2 separate regions of the Sus scrofa genome follow, and region 2 is linked to region 1. A link is a contact called in public Hi-C data. All regions are on one chromosome and are shown on one strand. Each heading gives the region's core, a stretch centred on a gene start, on an enhancer-like site or on the middle of the called end of the contact. The rest is flanking DNA. Distances are from core to core; before and after follow the strand shown. Region 1 holds the start of ERN1 (serine/threonine-protein kinase/endoribonuclease IRE1). Region 2 overlaps ERN1 (serine/threonine-protein kinase/endoribonuclease IRE1).

Region 1 (4,731 bases), core at 171-2,670:
TTTACAATGTTGTGTTGGCTTCAAGTGTATTGCAAAGTGATTCAGATATATACATACAGCCTTGGAGCTCCCGTTATGGCTCAGTGGTTGACGAATCCAACTAGGAACCATGAGGTTGTGGGTTCAATCCCTGGTCTTGCTCAGTGGGTTAAGGATCTGAGCTGTGGTGTAGGTTACAGATGCGGCTCGAATCCCACGTTGCAGTGGCCCTGGTATAGGCTGGCGGCTACTGCTCCGATTAGACCCCTGGCCTGGGAACCTCCATATGCTGCGGATGCGGCCCTAGAAAAGACAGATATATATATATACACAGTCTTTTTCAGATTCTTTTCTGTTATAGGTTATTATAAGATATTGAATATAGTCCTGATTACTTTGCTTTCTCCAGTGTTGCTTACTACTTTCCCCCAAAGCCTGAAAAATCTGTCATATGAGCAAGATGGGAAAAATTAGAGAAGTTGCTATTCTTTTTTCCTTTTTCTCCTAGAATATGGAAATGTTGTGCTCTGAAAATTATTTTATTCTCTCTTGTTACAATGTCCTCTCTCCCTGCTTCCATCTCAGTGGAGGGCGGCATGGGACCCAGGACCAAACAGCTGCCTGTCTCTTTAGATCAGGTTAATAGCCCATAACCTTCAAAAAGACCTTGTATGAGTCCTCAGCAAACCCACTCCCGTGTGGCATATGTCAAGCTTCACATCTACAAATGCCACACAAACACATATGACATCACAGCTGAAATGGTTTCCTTCTTTGCTTGTAATTTTTGGCGAATGAGTTGGCCATGGTTATTCCAAAGGGAACATGGTTGTTGGACATAATTTGAGGGGAATTCCTGAGGGGAAAGAAAGGGAAGAAAGGGGGCTTTAGGCTAAATGAGACACAGCTAGAGCATCCCAGGACTGCGAACTCAGAGACAGCCCTTCGCAGAGCACAAGTTCTGGGTTTGCGGGAATCGCCTGCTAGAGTCTGATCCTCACTCCCGAGCTCGCCAACGATCCCTCCTACTGTCTTCTAAGGCGTGAGGACGAAACAGGGGTTCTGGACACTTGGCATCGCCACACTCCTGCTCTTTCCTGATCAAGTATGACGTAGCAGGTCCCTCGGCGACCGAGCCGCCTGGAGCAGGGGGTGAACCCGCGAGGCGAGGTTGCTGGCCTCCCCTATTCCTCAGACAAGCTCCTTGACTGGGTCACTCAATGTCCCTAGACGCGGGACCGAGGTGTCTGAACGTCCGCTCCCACAGCTGGTGCTGAAGGACCCACGGACAGTCAGAGGGCCGCCCCGCCCATGGCCCCGCCCACCACCACCCCTTCCGCGCTAGCCCCGCCCCAGTCTGCCCTCAGCCCCGCCCCTGAGCCTGGGCCCCGCCCCATCTCAGGGCCATCCTTAGGCTGGGCCCCGCCCCGACCCCGCCCCGACCGGAAGAAGCGCCGGCTCCAGGCTCTTATACGGTGGGGAATGGGGGTGCCGCCACCGCCTAGTCAGCTCTGCGTTCGCTGAATCCCGGCCGCAGCCGCGCTGTCGTCGCGGCGCCCCCGCCCGGTCCTCTGCCCGCCCGCCCGCACCGCCCCTCTGGAGCCGGCCGGCCTGGAGCCAGGGCCGAGTCCTCGCCATGCCTGGCCGGCTGCTTCTGCTGCTGGCGTTGCTGCTGCCCGGTCCCGGGGTGAGTGACCGGGGAGCTTGGGGTGGGGGCAGCGCAGGGAGGGCCGGGGTCCGAGCTGGGAGTACGGTGACGTCGGCGGCGGCGTCCCCTGGCTCGGTGCGCCCCGGCGAGGGCGGCGCCGGGAGCGGAGCGACGGCCTCTGGACCGGCCGAAGTGGCGGCCACGGCCGGCCGCGCCGAGGCGTCCGCCACCCAGGGGCCTCGCGGGCCAGCGCGGCTGTCACCCGCAGCGCCTCCTGGGCCGCGTGCTCTCTGGCGCAACTTTGTGTCGCCCCAGCGGCACCTCTTGTCTCCGGAAGGCCCGGGACCCTTGGGAGCCGCCCCACCTGCCGGACCCTTCCCACAGGTGGGCGCCTGCCCTGCCTGGCGGTGGCCGCGGAGAAAGGGCAGAACGGGCCCTGTAATCAAGGGGGAGAGAATGTGTTGCATTTATTATCCGCGTTTGAACTTTCCAAAATGCAAGAACTTTGGGAAATGAAGGCAGCTGGAAGGGGGTAAGCAGTTTTAGCCCAGACCTTGATTCTGCTTACCTGCTCCAGGTTTCTTGGCATTGGAGGCAGCGGGCTTCCTTTCGGGCAGCAAGCCTTGGTGAAGTAGGTTAAATGGTGGGCGTTGGAGTGTTTTTCAAGACCCCCATATGGGACAGCGGTGAAACCTCTTGGAAACTTCAAACGGAAGGTCTCCACCTCACGGGAGAGCACCATGGGACTGTCTGAAACGTCTTTTCATTTCTTTTCTGGAGAGAAGAGCTGGGTTGCTCTTCTATTTATTTAACTATTTCAGGCCTTTACTCAGGCTGTGGATTTGGGCACCGTGGCTAGGAGGACATTTTGTGGACAGATTTGGCTTTTTTTTTCCCTTCTGGCTGGAAGAACCTAAATGAGCGAGTGGTTTAAAAAAAAAAAAAAGAAAGAAAACAAAACAAGAAACTATTGTTCAGGATGTGGGCATGGCGCACTGGAGCAGGTTCTGTTTAATGACCTCCACTGTGTACTTTCTAATATGGTATATCAGGTACCAGATGTCCAGATGGAGGATTGGCACGTGTGTACCTGAGTGCCACAGCATGAACTTTTCCGAGGTTGTGCATTTTCGGTAAATAATAGTCTGCTCTTGAGGTAACAAGCATTTGGAAACAGCTGAAGTAATGTGAGGCCCCCTTTTTCAAATGCAGCGTGTTTTTTTTTTTTTTAAGGAAAGTTTGTACACACTTCACAATAAAACTCATGTAAGTTCAGTTTCTTATCTAAGAAAAAAAATTCACTTTCACAACTAGGGTCAGGTTTTGAACTTGAACATTTTATCTTGCGCTGGTTAACTGCTGCCTGGCATCTGTTCACAAATAATAATGTAAAGGGAATGACCAAAATGTGTGACCTGAGAGTCATTCCTTCCATATCATCAGGACTTTGTGTGTATGGTTTTCTTTGCCACATCTTTTCATTTGCTAATCTTTCACTGGATTCTCGTGTTTTAGTTTTTGAATAACTTTGGCTAAAGAGCCAAAACTATTTAGCTTTAGTTAGGACTATAGTTTCAGTTCATGTAAATATTTCCAAATTGTATTTAGAAATCCAGACTTCTCTGAGTTCATGGTAAAATAGTCCAGACCCTTATCAAAAGGTTATGTTTTAGTGTAACTACTTTTTAGGGAAAGAGGTCCGAATTTGACTCCGAAGTTGACTACTAGTAAAAATTTCATTCCTCAGCCATAGTGGGAATTATCTTTTAATATTCTTAAGTGAAACCTGTTGCAGGGTTTGCGTTAAGCTGGGCAGCAGTGATGGTGTGCAGAAGGTCCTGGCTGTAAAATGAGGCAAACCTGAGTTCTGTCGGGTCCCTTGCTAGCCGTGCCCTCAGAGTCTTGGAGACTCTGTTTCCTGATCTGTGAAATGGGGACAGCTAACACACGAACACCTGTGACGGGACCTGGTACCTCATAGATGATAATGTGAATTCTTGCTACCCCCAAAGGTGTTTTTTTTCCTAAGTCATCATTTTTAAAATGTTATACTATGCCTAGGCAAAGAACATTTTTGTGATGCTGTTTCTTTGTGATTGATGAAGTAACTGGAGTGCAGTGGAGGCAATATTTTGATTTTCCTTCAGTGTATGTCTGAGCCAGACATTGACTCATCCACGAGCTGAAACTCTAGGCTCTCAGATCCACAGTGCAGTTACCTCGGTGTTAGGAAGCACTTGAGGCTTTCTTAGGTTAATCCAGAATGTGCTTATTCAGTCAAGGAGGTTTCCCCCTCCTTCCTAGACCCGGATCTTGGCTTGTGTTGCATCATGGCTGTCACATCCTCGCTGCCCTGTGGTCCTCACTGTACAGCGTTTGGGTGTCACTTCTTTCAAGTGCCCGAGAGTTGGTGGCATGTGAGGCAAAGCACTTGCAGCGATGGCATATGCCATTTCTTTTACTCGGCGGACGTTTTGGTCGTCGAGGGCAATAGACACCATCGCTGAGAACCGCGGACCGCGTGCGCGCAGGCACACAGCGAGACTGTCGTCTGAGACGGGGGTCTTCGCTGGAAACGGTCTTGATCATCACTTATTCGGATAGTTAGTTATCCCCTGGGTGAATTATCCTCCCAGGAAACGTCAAGTATTTGCTGTGCGGCCGCGAGAAGTGTTTTGTTCCGCTCCCATTCTGTGCACTGTGCGTCTGCAGTTAGCCTGTAGTTGTGCACGTGTGTTTGTGTTGTTTCCTTAACTCGCCAGCTCAGGAGGTTCTCCCGGTAGGAAAGCTTCTCAGAGCGCAGGAGGAAATGTCTATGAGAGGAATCCTTGAGGGAGTTCGATGGTAGACAGGATTCCTGAAGCGGGAGGAGTAGGTATTTGCCTGCCTCCAAGGTTGACTCCCTTTCTCGGGTTGAAGAATCACTGGATAGCTGTTTCATTTTCATCGGAAACCTCTCTGGTTTGGGAATCCAAAGTAATCTTTAGGTTCAATGTTGTGTATGTTTTACAGGGATCAAATATTCTCCCTGAAGAGATGATATAGGGGAGAAAAGCCTCATGTATCATTTTAATGGATTTGGTTTTTATTATGCCACATAACTT
Region 2 (4,092 bases), core at 646-3,145, 44 kb after region 1:
TTGGATTCTATTTTATTTTTTATTTTTTCGCTTTTTTGAGGGCCACATGTGTGGCATATGGAAGTTCCCAGGGCTAGGGATTGAATTAGAGCTGCAGCTACCAGCCTACACCACAGCCGGATCCGAGCTATGTCTGTGATCTAGGGTGCAGCTCACAGCAACACCGGATCCTTAACCCACTGAGCTGTGATGGGCACTCCTTGCAGTTGGATTCCTAACCCACTGCACCACGCTGGGAACTCTGTGAACATCCACCCTGAGCCATTTTTTGCCTCAGGTTGAAAAGGAGGATTTGATCCGCACAAAACAGGAGCCATAAGTGTCACTGCACCTTGCCCACGTTTCTCCAGGTATAAAGTTGTGGTGTTTCAGGCCTGAGCTGGACCCATGAGAGGAACCGAGTCCAGTGGCAGTGCCCAGGGAAGCAGTGGGCTGATCCGTTTCTCCCTGTCTTAATCCTGGAGGCCAAACACTGAGTACAGTTTTTTTGTTTTTTGTTTTTTTTTTTCCCCTCTTCTGATATTTTTACCTTTACCTTGAACAACACCCATTTTTACACTTGTAATCTTTTTTTTTTCTTTTCTCATTCCGAAAGTAAAACAGCTTCCTGAGATAGCTTTTACCCTTATCAGCCTCCCTAGAGATAGAGAGGCCTATTTTGCGGCAGCTTGTTTATAGCTTAGAGTTGGGCCACTGTTTCTTTTCACATGGCTGATTTTTTATTTTATTTTTTTCAGATTAAGAATCTTGCCTGATACCAGTTCCCATTATTAAATCCCAAACTCCTCTTTCATGTTGGGCTTTCATTGTACATTTTCAGATGCTGCTTTTGACTTTTATTTTGCTGGCTTTCCAACTACTTTTATCTTTAACCTTTTCTATTACCGAAAAGTTCAAGCATATGTAGAGAGGACAGTAAAGTATTAGGCCAGCGCTGTCAATTCTATCTTTGAAACAGTCATCGACAAGCTGCCGGTTTTTTTTTTGCTTTATCTGCCTTCCTCCCATATGATTTCTTTTCCTGTAGTATTTTAAAGTGAATCTCAGACTCAAATGATCCTTTAAGAAAAAAAAAGTGAAGTTCCCGCTGTGGTGCAGCGGGATCGGTGGTGTCTTGGGAGTGCTGGGACCCGGGTTTGATCCCCAGCCTGGTGCAGTGCGTTAAGGATCCGGCATTGCCCCAGCTTAGGTTGCTCCTGCGGCTCAGATCTGATCCCTGGCCTGGGAACTTCATATGCCGCAGGGCCAAAAAAGAAAAAAAAAAAAGCAGACTAGGGCGTTAAACATTTGCTCACCCCCAGCAGACCTGTTTTAACAGTGCTTCTGTGCCATGGCCTGCAGCTCTGCAGGTGTTTATTCCCGGAGTCCTACTTTACCAGTGGATGGAAAGGCGCCCCTGCAGGAGTTCATGTCCCCCTAAGCCTAGGAGAAAGCTTGGCTCCTACACACCTGTGCAGGTGCCCACCTGCCCCTCCCTTTCTCCTGCCGGCGGCCTGTGTCTTAACTGGAAGCTTGCTGGCACAGGGCAGACCTTGAGGCCTCCGTGCCAGATAACCAGTGAAATAAGCCCTGGAAAACCAGGAAAGGCTATGCCAGAGGACGCGTCCCCAACAGCGAGCAAACGCTGTCCAGCAAAGATAAGCTCAGGCACTGGAGTGGAAATCCTGTTGGTCTCCACACGTTGCTTCCAGTGAATCTGCTCGGATCCGGTGGTGTCCTCCTCCTCTGGGTTTATCTGTGAGACCTTGAAGTGGCTGAAATGAACAAAAAACAACGCCCCCTTGACAGCTGGGTCTTCTCTGGAATCTGCCTTCTGGCTCTGCCTGGCGTGCATCAGAGAAACTGGGTTGTAATTGCTTTTTGACTCGGTTGGCTGGGGTGGGTGCCTGTGCCCGTGTTTCCTGCCTCTTGCATCAGTTTGTTTGTGAGAGGGCACCGCGAGGTGAGGTGATTACTGGGAACGAGAAACATGTGCTTGCTGACTGAAAGTTCCTCCTGTTTCCTGAAGTGCTTTTGGTTTTAATGAATTGTTTGTTTGCTGCCCACAGACCGCATGGGGTGTGTGCGCTTCTGGTGTCGTGAGCGCGGTATGCCTGCGTGTCGGAGCTGGGCTCCTAAGGCAAAGCCGGCATGTGATAAGACTTGAAAGAGTTTTTTCTCATCTGAGAATCCCAGCCGACCAGGGTCGTTGGACAGCTGTCTGTCCCCGTAAACAGAGCCCGTGGAGCCTGGAACTCTACCCCAAACCAGATCTCTGTATTTGCCGTCCCCATCCCGGCTTTGAAGTTGGGGACAGCACGGCTGTCCAGCCCATGGGGTCTCGAGCGCCGGAAGTGCCTCATCGCTGTGTGGTCTCACGCCTGTCGATTCTAGCTGTTCAGGCACTGCTGTGTCGGCTCCCTCTCACCCCCGCACCCTGAGGAACCGGGAGGTTCTAGGGAGGGAGAGAGTCTGCCTTTTTGACTATTGCAAATATTAAAATTAATTTGGTGATACAGTTTTTTTTCCCCTATTTCAAAAGTAGTATCTACTTTCGTAGGAATTTGGGGAAATGTGGAAAAGGTGGGGGAGTCATTTATATTTCCAACAAAGATAACTTGCAATTAGCATTTTTTTTTGCCTTTCCATCTAGTTTTCTTAATGCACATTGAAGGTTTTTCTCCTCAGCTGCACGAATACTCTAGGCACAAGGTTCTTTTCTCCTGAACATGATAGTATAACGATGTATACATGTTTCTTAAACTTTATAAGCCCTTTTAGAAGCCTTGATTTTCTGCCAAGTGGACACTCCATAATTTAACCACATCACTGAGTAGTCAGGTTGTTTGTGACGCTACTGTGAGGATCCTTATACAGAAAGCATTTTCTATATTTTGTGTTGTTTTATTTATTTTTATTTTATTTTTTTTTGTCTTTTTAGGACCGCACCCACAGCGGAAGTTCCCAGGCTAGGTGTTGAATCAGACCTACAGCTGCCAGCCTACACCACAGCCACAGCAACGCAGGATCCTTAACCCACTGAGCGAGGCCAGGGTTCGAACCCACAACCTCATGGTTACTAGTCGGATTTGTTTCCACTGCCCACCATGGGAATTCCTTGTGTTGTTTTTAAAGTAGATTTTATGGAAATGGTTTCATGGATCAAAGGGAATCAAGAAGAATAAATACTCAAAAAACTCTAAAATCATCGTGTTGCTGCCCCAAAGGGGGGAACCCATTTACCATCCATTCGGATTCATCAGCAGCAAAAGTGCTTCCCAAGCCACGGTTTTGCTTCTTCTAGTGGGACTCTCTAGTACCACGCCGGGCATCTGCCAACGAGATAGTTGAGGCTTTAGAAGTCCTGGATGTGTCAGATGGTGACCCTTTGTCCACTGTGGGTTGTCACTGGGGCTTCCTTCTACGTCCAGCCCCCAAGTTACATGCACCGTTTCTTGACCGCAGTTCCATTCGGCTCCCAGCCCTCTCTCCAACCTCGGTGACCGTCAAAAGAGCATACTTGTTGTTTTTGTGTGTGAGTTTTCTAAAGTGCCTTCACCTACGTTATCTCATGTAGATAAATTTCAGTTTCTGGTCCCTCTTGTGACCTGGTCCTGGGAACTCTAGGCATCTTGACATCTTTGAGTCTGTCTGATGATGCCTTTGTTGTTCTTTTTGCACAGATCCAGTCCTGCAGGTTCCAACGCATGTCGAAGAGTAAGTTTTCTCATTTGCTTCAGCGCTTCCCTTTCATTCACTTTCTATTTTATTCCATCAGTATTTTTGTAGCTAGTTGCTGGGAGCACATCTCTGTGCAAATGCAAGGTAGACCGCGAGTGACTGAGAGGAGCAAGCCTTGCAGCTGCTGCGATAGACGCCTGTGTTGGGGAGAAGGGCGGGGAGTTCCTTGGTGGGGAGAGGTATTCAAAAGGCTTGTTTGAGATGTCACTTAAGCCAGACTTTGCACTTAAGCTCCCCAAATCCTCAGGAGGGTCCGGGGGTCTTTGGATCTCTCCCTCTTCGCGTGCTAAACCATGGAGAGGGGACGTGAAGGTGACCTGTGTTGGAGTAAACATGGATGGCACCTCTGAGAACCTCGGATGATGCTGTATC

Evidence for each region. A called contact is a pair of places that touch in the nucleus more often than the background predicts.
Region 2: a Hi-C map of liver shows a contact between it and region 1, with 3 times the contacts expected there. The contact joins the enhancer-like site here to the promoter of ERN1 in region 1. A contact is called at or near these places in 4 of 5 promoter capture datasets (fetal liver, fetal skeletal muscle and liver), 11 of 47 Hi-C or Micro-C datasets (embryonic fibroblasts, epiblast stem cells, fetal skeletal muscle and 6 more) and 2 of 2 datasets of contacts at active chromatin or transcription factors (alveolar macrophages and skeletal muscle).

Annotation. Positions count from the first base shown.
Region 1 is chr12:14,880,493-14,885,223 of Sscrofa11.1, forward strand. It overlaps ERN1 (serine/threonine-protein kinase/endoribonuclease IRE1), which reads left to right and starts at 1,421. Exons shown (of 22, transcript XM_005668695.3): 1 at 1,421-1,666. The coding sequence starts at 1,616.
Region 2 is chr12:14,923,951-14,928,042 of Sscrofa11.1, forward strand. It overlaps ERN1 (serine/threonine-protein kinase/endoribonuclease IRE1), which reads left to right. Exons shown (of 22, transcript XM_005668695.3): 3 at 3,663-3,696. Among named protein-coding and RNA genes, the nearest start is that of ERN1, 44 kb to the left of the region's middle. Within about 2 kb of position 1,896, at least 26 of the 83 cell types and tissues checked have an H3K27ac peak or open chromatin away from gene starts, as enhancers often do. A contact at or near this core is called in alveolar macrophages, fetal liver, liver and 3 more, where this site is marked.